2 separate regions of the Sus scrofa genome follow, and region 2 is linked to region 1. A link is a contact called in public Hi-C data. All regions are on one chromosome and are shown on one strand. The core of a region is the stretch at or near the end of the contact, and the rest is flanking DNA. Distances in the headings are between cores, read along the strand shown. Region 1 holds the start of FMNL1 (formin-like protein 1). Region 2 holds the start of ACBD4 (acyl-CoA-binding domain-containing protein 4).

The links. A called contact is a pair of places that touch in the nucleus more often than the background predicts.
Region 2: a Hi-C map of fetal liver shows a contact between it and region 1, with 1.9 times the contacts expected there. The contact joins the promoter of ACBD4 here to the promoter of FMNL1 in region 1. A contact is called at or near these places in 4 of 5 promoter capture datasets (fetal liver, fetal skeletal muscle and liver), 26 of 47 Hi-C or Micro-C datasets (adipose tissue, alveolar macrophages, blood and 12 more) and 2 of 2 datasets of contacts at active chromatin or transcription factors (alveolar macrophages and skeletal muscle).

Annotation. Positions count from the first base shown.
Region 1 is chr12:18,224,164-18,227,094 of Sscrofa11.1, reverse strand. FMNL1 (formin-like protein 1) reads left to right here and starts at 1,474. Exons shown (of 26, transcript XM_021066841.1): 1 at 1,474-2,165. The coding sequence starts at 2,037. LOC110255993 (a long non-coding RNA gene) reads right to left here and starts at 1,490. Exons shown (of 3, transcript XR_002337084.1): 1 at 744-1,490; 2 at 124-191.
Region 2 is chr12:18,280,350-18,283,474 of Sscrofa11.1, reverse strand. It overlaps ACBD4 (acyl-CoA-binding domain-containing protein 4), which reads left to right and starts at 1,836. Exons shown (of 10, transcript XM_003358011.4): 1 at 1,836-3,125. PLCD3 (1-phosphatidylinositol 4,5-bisphosphate phosphodiesterase delta-3) reads right to left here and starts at 1,968. Exons shown (of 15, transcript XM_003131325.4): 1 at 1,448-1,968. The coding sequence starts at 1,598.

The DNA.
Region 1 (2,931 bases), core at 225-2,724:
AGTCTCAAGGGCAAGAACTCAAGGGCAAGGACCCAAGAACTCTGCTCTGGGCTGAAGGTGCGGGCAGTGGGCATGGAAGATCACTTTCTTAGCACATCCAAGGAGTATCTTGCTGTGTCTTACCTTACGGGTCCCTGGTTGGGACACGGAATAAGTGATCACATCTCTCGCCCACCAGAGGTGCTGGTGACCTTGGCAGAAGAAAGGCTTAAATCAGGTGAGCCTGGGGGAGGGGGCTGGTTCATTCCAGGGCCTTCCTTAAGATTAGATAAACTTCCCAGCTCCTGCTTAAACTCCAGTCAGTGGTTCTGAATTTGAGAGGGAGGGCGGAAAGAAGAGAAGCTATTGGGGAGGGGACACTCATGGTCCTTGCCTGGCTCAGAGAAAAATCCAGGGCTTTGTCCTCCGTGCTTTGGTAGTGCAAGGAAGGACCAGCTGGGGATCCCCACAAATTAAACGGGGAGTGGGAGGAGCAACGGAAAGAGAAAAGCCTCAAATTCAGGCTGGAGATTGTGTCTGGACTTGGGGTTCTGTACTCCCCCCTCCCCAATACTCTTTCATCCTCTGGTCCATCCTGAATGAATGGAAGGCCAGGACTGCAGCTCCACCGCAGTGTAGATTTCGGAGGTGGACAGCAAGGAGGCCTGTTCCAGACCTTTATTAGCTGTGTGCCCTTGGGCAAGTCATTTAGCCACTCTGAGCCTCAGTTTCCCCACCTCTAGAAGGAGATTATCAATACCTACCTTCCCTGGTCATTGTCAGGATGGACGAAAGAAGACCTCTGGAAGCATTTCTGTTATTGCCAGACATCAGAGATTGTTATTCTCCAAGGTGAGCAAGAGGCCACCTTAGGTCCCTGGAGGTGACAGCGTCAAGGAGATTTTTTTTTTTCCCTCCTTCTTCGGTGCCCGCTCCTTTCCCAGAGTGGATGCTGGCTTTAATCCTCCCGTTCCCCAGCCCCCGCGCTTCTCCTTGAGACCGCCTTGGTGGTACCCAGATTCTCACAGCCTGCCTTCTTCCTTGGGCGCCCCCATTCTAGAAGCACTGGGGATGCCCGCACAGGCGCAGAGTTGGTCCACAGTGAACCAGCTTGCTGGGGTCTCCGCTGGTCTGGATCTGCCCCCCCCACCCGCCCTGCTTTGGGGTTCTTTTTTTGCAGATGGTTCCCTCTCGTCCTCAGCTCGGTTCTGGGCTAAACAGAGGAGGAGAGAAACAAGGGGTGGGGGGCTTGGAAGGGGGTTCCCACCCTCTCCGGCGGGAACCCGAGAGCGGGACGCAGCCCTTGGCGCCGCAACGCCGTACCGTCAGGGGTCTTCAAGCCGCGCTCAGCAGGTGCTGGCAGTCCTGGACTCCGAGGACTGCCCGCTGCGTCCCCCAGGCCGTGACCCCCTTCGCCCAGACCCTTCCAGTCCCCCGGCTCCGAGTGAGCGGGAGCCTACGGTTCTAGGACCCGGAGGCGCCGCGGAGCGCGCCGCCGCCTCTGCCTCGCCTCTGTCGCTCCCGCTCCGGCAGGTGAAGCGGCGCCGGCCGCCCCCTCTGCGGCAGGTGAAGCGGGTCGGCAGCCCCCTCCTAGCCGCGCCATGGCTGCGGCGGACCCCCGGCCGGCGCCCGGCGCCCGCCCCCTCCCTCCAGCCCGCCCCCCTGGGGCAGGGCGCGTAGCAGCGGCGGCGGCGAAATGCGGTTTGCGCGCACGGGGAGCGACAGCAGAAGTTAGAAGATCGCCGAGGGGGGAGCCCGCGCCGCAGCTTCCTGCCCCCGGCCCAGCCCTCTGGCCCCGGCGGCCTGCAGTCTGACTTCCTCCCCACCACCGCAGCTCGCCGCCCTGCTCCTCGGACGGGGCCGCCCCGATGGGACGCCGCGCCCCGGTCCCTGCGCGCCGCTGAGCCGAGAGCCCGCGTCGCCGAGCCCCAGCCGCCGCCGCCGCCGCCGCGAGCCGCTGTCCGCCTCGCCCCCCAGGCCGGGAGCCTCCTCCGTCCTCCCCGGGAAAGCTGGATTTCCGAGGCTGGAGGCGCCTGGCTGGCTGGGTGGGGACCACCATGGGCAACGCGGCCGGCAGTGCGGAGCAGCCCGCGAGCCCCGCCGCGCTGTCCCCCAAGCAGCCCGCGGCGCCCAAGCAGCCGATGCCCGCGGCTGGAGAGCTGGAAGAGAGGTTTAACCGGGTCCTGGTGAGTGTGACCCTCTGTGCGCGGGGCGCGGGAGAGGGGAGAGCAGGGGCTCGGCACGCGTCCCCGCCCCCGGGGGCTCAGGTGCCGCTTGGAGATTGCTGGCGGCCGGGTGTCGGCCCCTCCAGGGGGTGGGAGTGACTTAGCACTCTCCCCCAAAACTTTCTTCTGCAATCGCCCAGTTTCCCTCCCCAGGGCCCCCCTCCCCCATCGCTTCTGGGTCTAAAGGTCTAAACAAAAATGTCCTGTGAGGAAGTTAGGAGTGGAGCACGCAGGGGGGTCCAGGGGCACCCCCTTCCCCATTGCACGCAGGCCCAGCCACTCCGTGCAGGTCTGGAGCATCTGCTGGTGTCTCAGGGTCAAAGACAGAAGGGATTAGTTGCGGTTTAACCACCTGGGAGCTGGAAACTGAGTAGAGGTGTTTGATCCTGATTTGCTGGGAGCTGGGTTGTCAGATCATGCACAGGGGCTGCCTGTGTTTCTCCCTCCCTGTCTGTGGGGGAGAGGTTGTCTGTGGGTCCTTAGCTTACCAATCCCTTCCTACCCACGGAGGGGTTAAGGTTAGGAAGGGCGGGGTCAGGGTGGGTTGGTCTGTCTGGCTTGGGGTGGAGCAAGAGTCTGGAAGCCCCTCTCCCGCTTTGTCACCTGCTCCAGGGGCTTGGGGACTAGTTCTCCGGGGAGGAAGCCATCAGCTCAGGCTGAACCTGAAGGCGGTTCGGATGACTGGGGGCTCCAGAGCAAAGTCCGGGTTCCCTAAGACCTGGTGGAA
Region 2 (3,125 bases), core at 587-3,086, 56 kb before region 1:
TACCATAGGCACTCAATAAATACCTGCTGAATGCCTGTGCGGGTGATGGGGAGAAAGGCAGAGATCGTGTCTCCTGCCTCTGTAAGGAGAGTGCCAGGCATGGTGCTCAGAAAGCAGCACTCAGTAAATTCAGGTCACACGAGCGAGGGGCCGTAGAAATAAGAACAGGAGGGAAGACGGGCAGTGTGGCCTCAGAATTTGGCCCCAAGATTCACGCAGCAGCCCTGCCCTCCCGTTCCCTCAGCCCCACCTCCAGCCTCTCCATCATTAACTCTTCTACCAACCACAGTTCTACGAGACCACTTCAGCTTTACAGTACTTTTTTTTTTTTCTCTTTGCCTTTTCTTGAGCCGCTGCCATGGCATATGGAGGTTCCCAGGATAGGGGTCTAACCAGAGCTGTAGCCACCGGCCTATGCCAGAGTCACAGCAACATGGGATCTGAGCCTCGTCTACAACCCACACTACAGCTCACGGCAACGCCGGATCCTTAACCCACTGAGTGAGGTCAGGGATCGAACCCGCAACCTCATGGTTCCTAGTCGGATTTGTTAACCACTGAGCCACGACAGGAACTCCAGCTTTACAGTACTTTACATCGCACAAAATAATCTCACAATACACACCCCATTCAAGGTCTCAACTCCCCCGTCAGTCCCGCTTTGCCCAGACTCAGAGAGGGTACCAGAGGCAGTGTGGGGGGCATGCCAAGCTTTGCCCTTTGGTAAAGGCTGTGTGGCCATAGACAAATTCCTTGCCTTCTCTGAGTCAGTGTCCTCCCCTGTAAAACGAGGGTCACACCACCTACCTCTCAGGCAGGGGAAGGCTGAAGGTCACCACATCTGTAACCACCCAGGGCCACCTGGGTCTGGGGGATGCTTAACAAACCACAGTTACATTCCTTTCCCCCCAGTGACTTCCCCCAAATCTGAGAGGGCAGCTCTGGCTTTCTGACGCCACAGGTCAGTGTTCTCACCAGTTAGACCAGTCCTACCAGTGCTGTGTGGCTGCTCTGACCCCAGTGGGGGCTGCAGGACTGGAGGGCTGGCTTGAGATGTCAGCCTCTTCTACAATTTTCACGCCTTCCTAAGGGGGCCAAGAACCCAGGATTGGGGAGCACAGGGTTGGGGAGGGGGTGAGGGACACCACCTCAAGCCTGTCACTCCCACTCCGCTCTCCTGGCCTTTTGGGACCCCAGTCCGCGTCGCTCGCCCAAACTCCCACTCCACACGCCCCGCGGGCGCCTCCTGGTGGGAACAGACCTGGGAACCTCGGGTGACCCCAGGTGCGACCCCCGGCCGGAACGGGGCTGGCGTTCCCTCTCTCGCCAGACCCCCACAGCCCCACTGGGAGGCCCACGAACGGCTCCCCGGAACACCCCGACCCTCCCAGCTTGCGCCCCCCGGGCCATCCGCGCCCTCCCAGAGCCGCCCCGGCCGCTCACTGACCCATCTTCTTCAACGCCCGCAGCCCGGGCCTCTTGGTGCCGCCGTCCTGGGGCGCGGGCGGGGACGGGAGCGCGACGGGCGCTGCGACCTGGGCCGGCACGGGGGGCTCCTCTGGCCGCCGGTGGCGGCTCCTCCAGAGGCCGCACAGCATGGCTCGGGGGTGGTGGGGGGACCGGGGCCGGGCCCCGGGACTCTGCGTGCGGTGCCGAGTAGAGAAACTTAGCGGCGCCAGGAGGGAATCGGGAGGAGGAGGTGTCGGGAGGAGGGAGAGAGGGAGGGGCGAGGGTCAAGGAAGGAGGGGCCGGGAGGGACGGGGCGGGGCCAGGACGGCGCCGGGGGGCGGGGGGGCGCGAGGCTGCGGGGCGTGGGGGGTGCGAGGCTGCGGCGCGAGGGGGGCGGTGACCCCGGGCGGGGATCTGTGCCCCAGCGGAGGTGTGCGGAGGGAGCCCGGTCCGCGCCCCGGAGTCCCTGCGTTCGCCCCCAGCTCCTGAATCCGCCTCCCCATTCTCCGATCGGTCTTCGAATCCCGGTCCTATCCCAGTCCCGAGCTCCTTGGTGCGGGGGAAGCGGCGGAAGGGGCCTGAGCTGCCCTCAGTACAGACGGAGGACCTTTCTCCACCCTCCCCTTCCCCGACCCACCCGAGAAAGGAGCCAGACTGGGTTCGGGGTCTGTGGGCGGGCTCGCCCAGGGCCTAGGGTTCGAGGGCCCACAAAGAGGATAGAACCCCAGGAGCTGAGCGGGGCGACAGGGTGCAAAGGCCCGAACCGGAGCGGGGGCAGCGGGAACTGACGGGAGAGGTGGAGGGAGGAGGGCTCCGGCTGTGACATCATAGGATTAACCCTCTCCGCGCCCGGCCACTTGCTGCCCCCAAAGGGGTAGAAGGCTCGAAGATGACTGGTCTGGAGAAGGTGGGCGTTAAGTCTGGAGTCCTCGGCAGAATCTCGGTTCTGGGGACCGAGGCTTGAACCGTTTGGCACCCCCACTGGGTGTTTGAGAGTACCCGGACGGCCACCGCACGTTACACAGATGTCCGCGACATCAAGCTGTGGATGAGCGTCGAGTGCGGATTCTGGTGACAGTGTCATGCGCGCACTTACTACCTATGAAACCACCAGCGTGTTTGTGCACGGAGGGCGGTATCTGCGTTTCCTGCAGCAAGAGCCCTGAGGGGCAGAGAGCTGGGTGCACACTGCCACTTGGCGGCTGCCGGAAGCGTGGCATCCCCAAAATAAAAGTTTCTCAGGACCTAGATTTGCCACCTGCTGCTCTACTTCAATCTCAGATAGCCCGGGCCGACCCAGAGTTTCCGTCCGTGCTGGCTCGAGTCTCCACATCTCTCTGGATATTCTTTCTGAATATTAAGTCTTTACCTCCATATTATTTTTTCTTTTGGCCGCGCCCGCGGGGGGTATAAGTTCCTAGGCCAGGGATCGAACCTGAACCACAGCAGTGACCAAAGCCTCTGCAGTGACAACACCGGATCCTTAACCCGCTGTGTCAAAAGAGAAATGCTTTGTTTTGCGTACTTTTGATCCTGCAATTCCTTCCTTCCAAAACTCAGCTCTAATGGTTCCTCCAGAACCCCTGCCCTCAGGACCTGATTCCCCTTTTTCCTCCCCAGCGCCTGGTGAGTCTTCTGAGGAGCTGAATTGCTCGAATATGCAGGTTCAGGTTCAG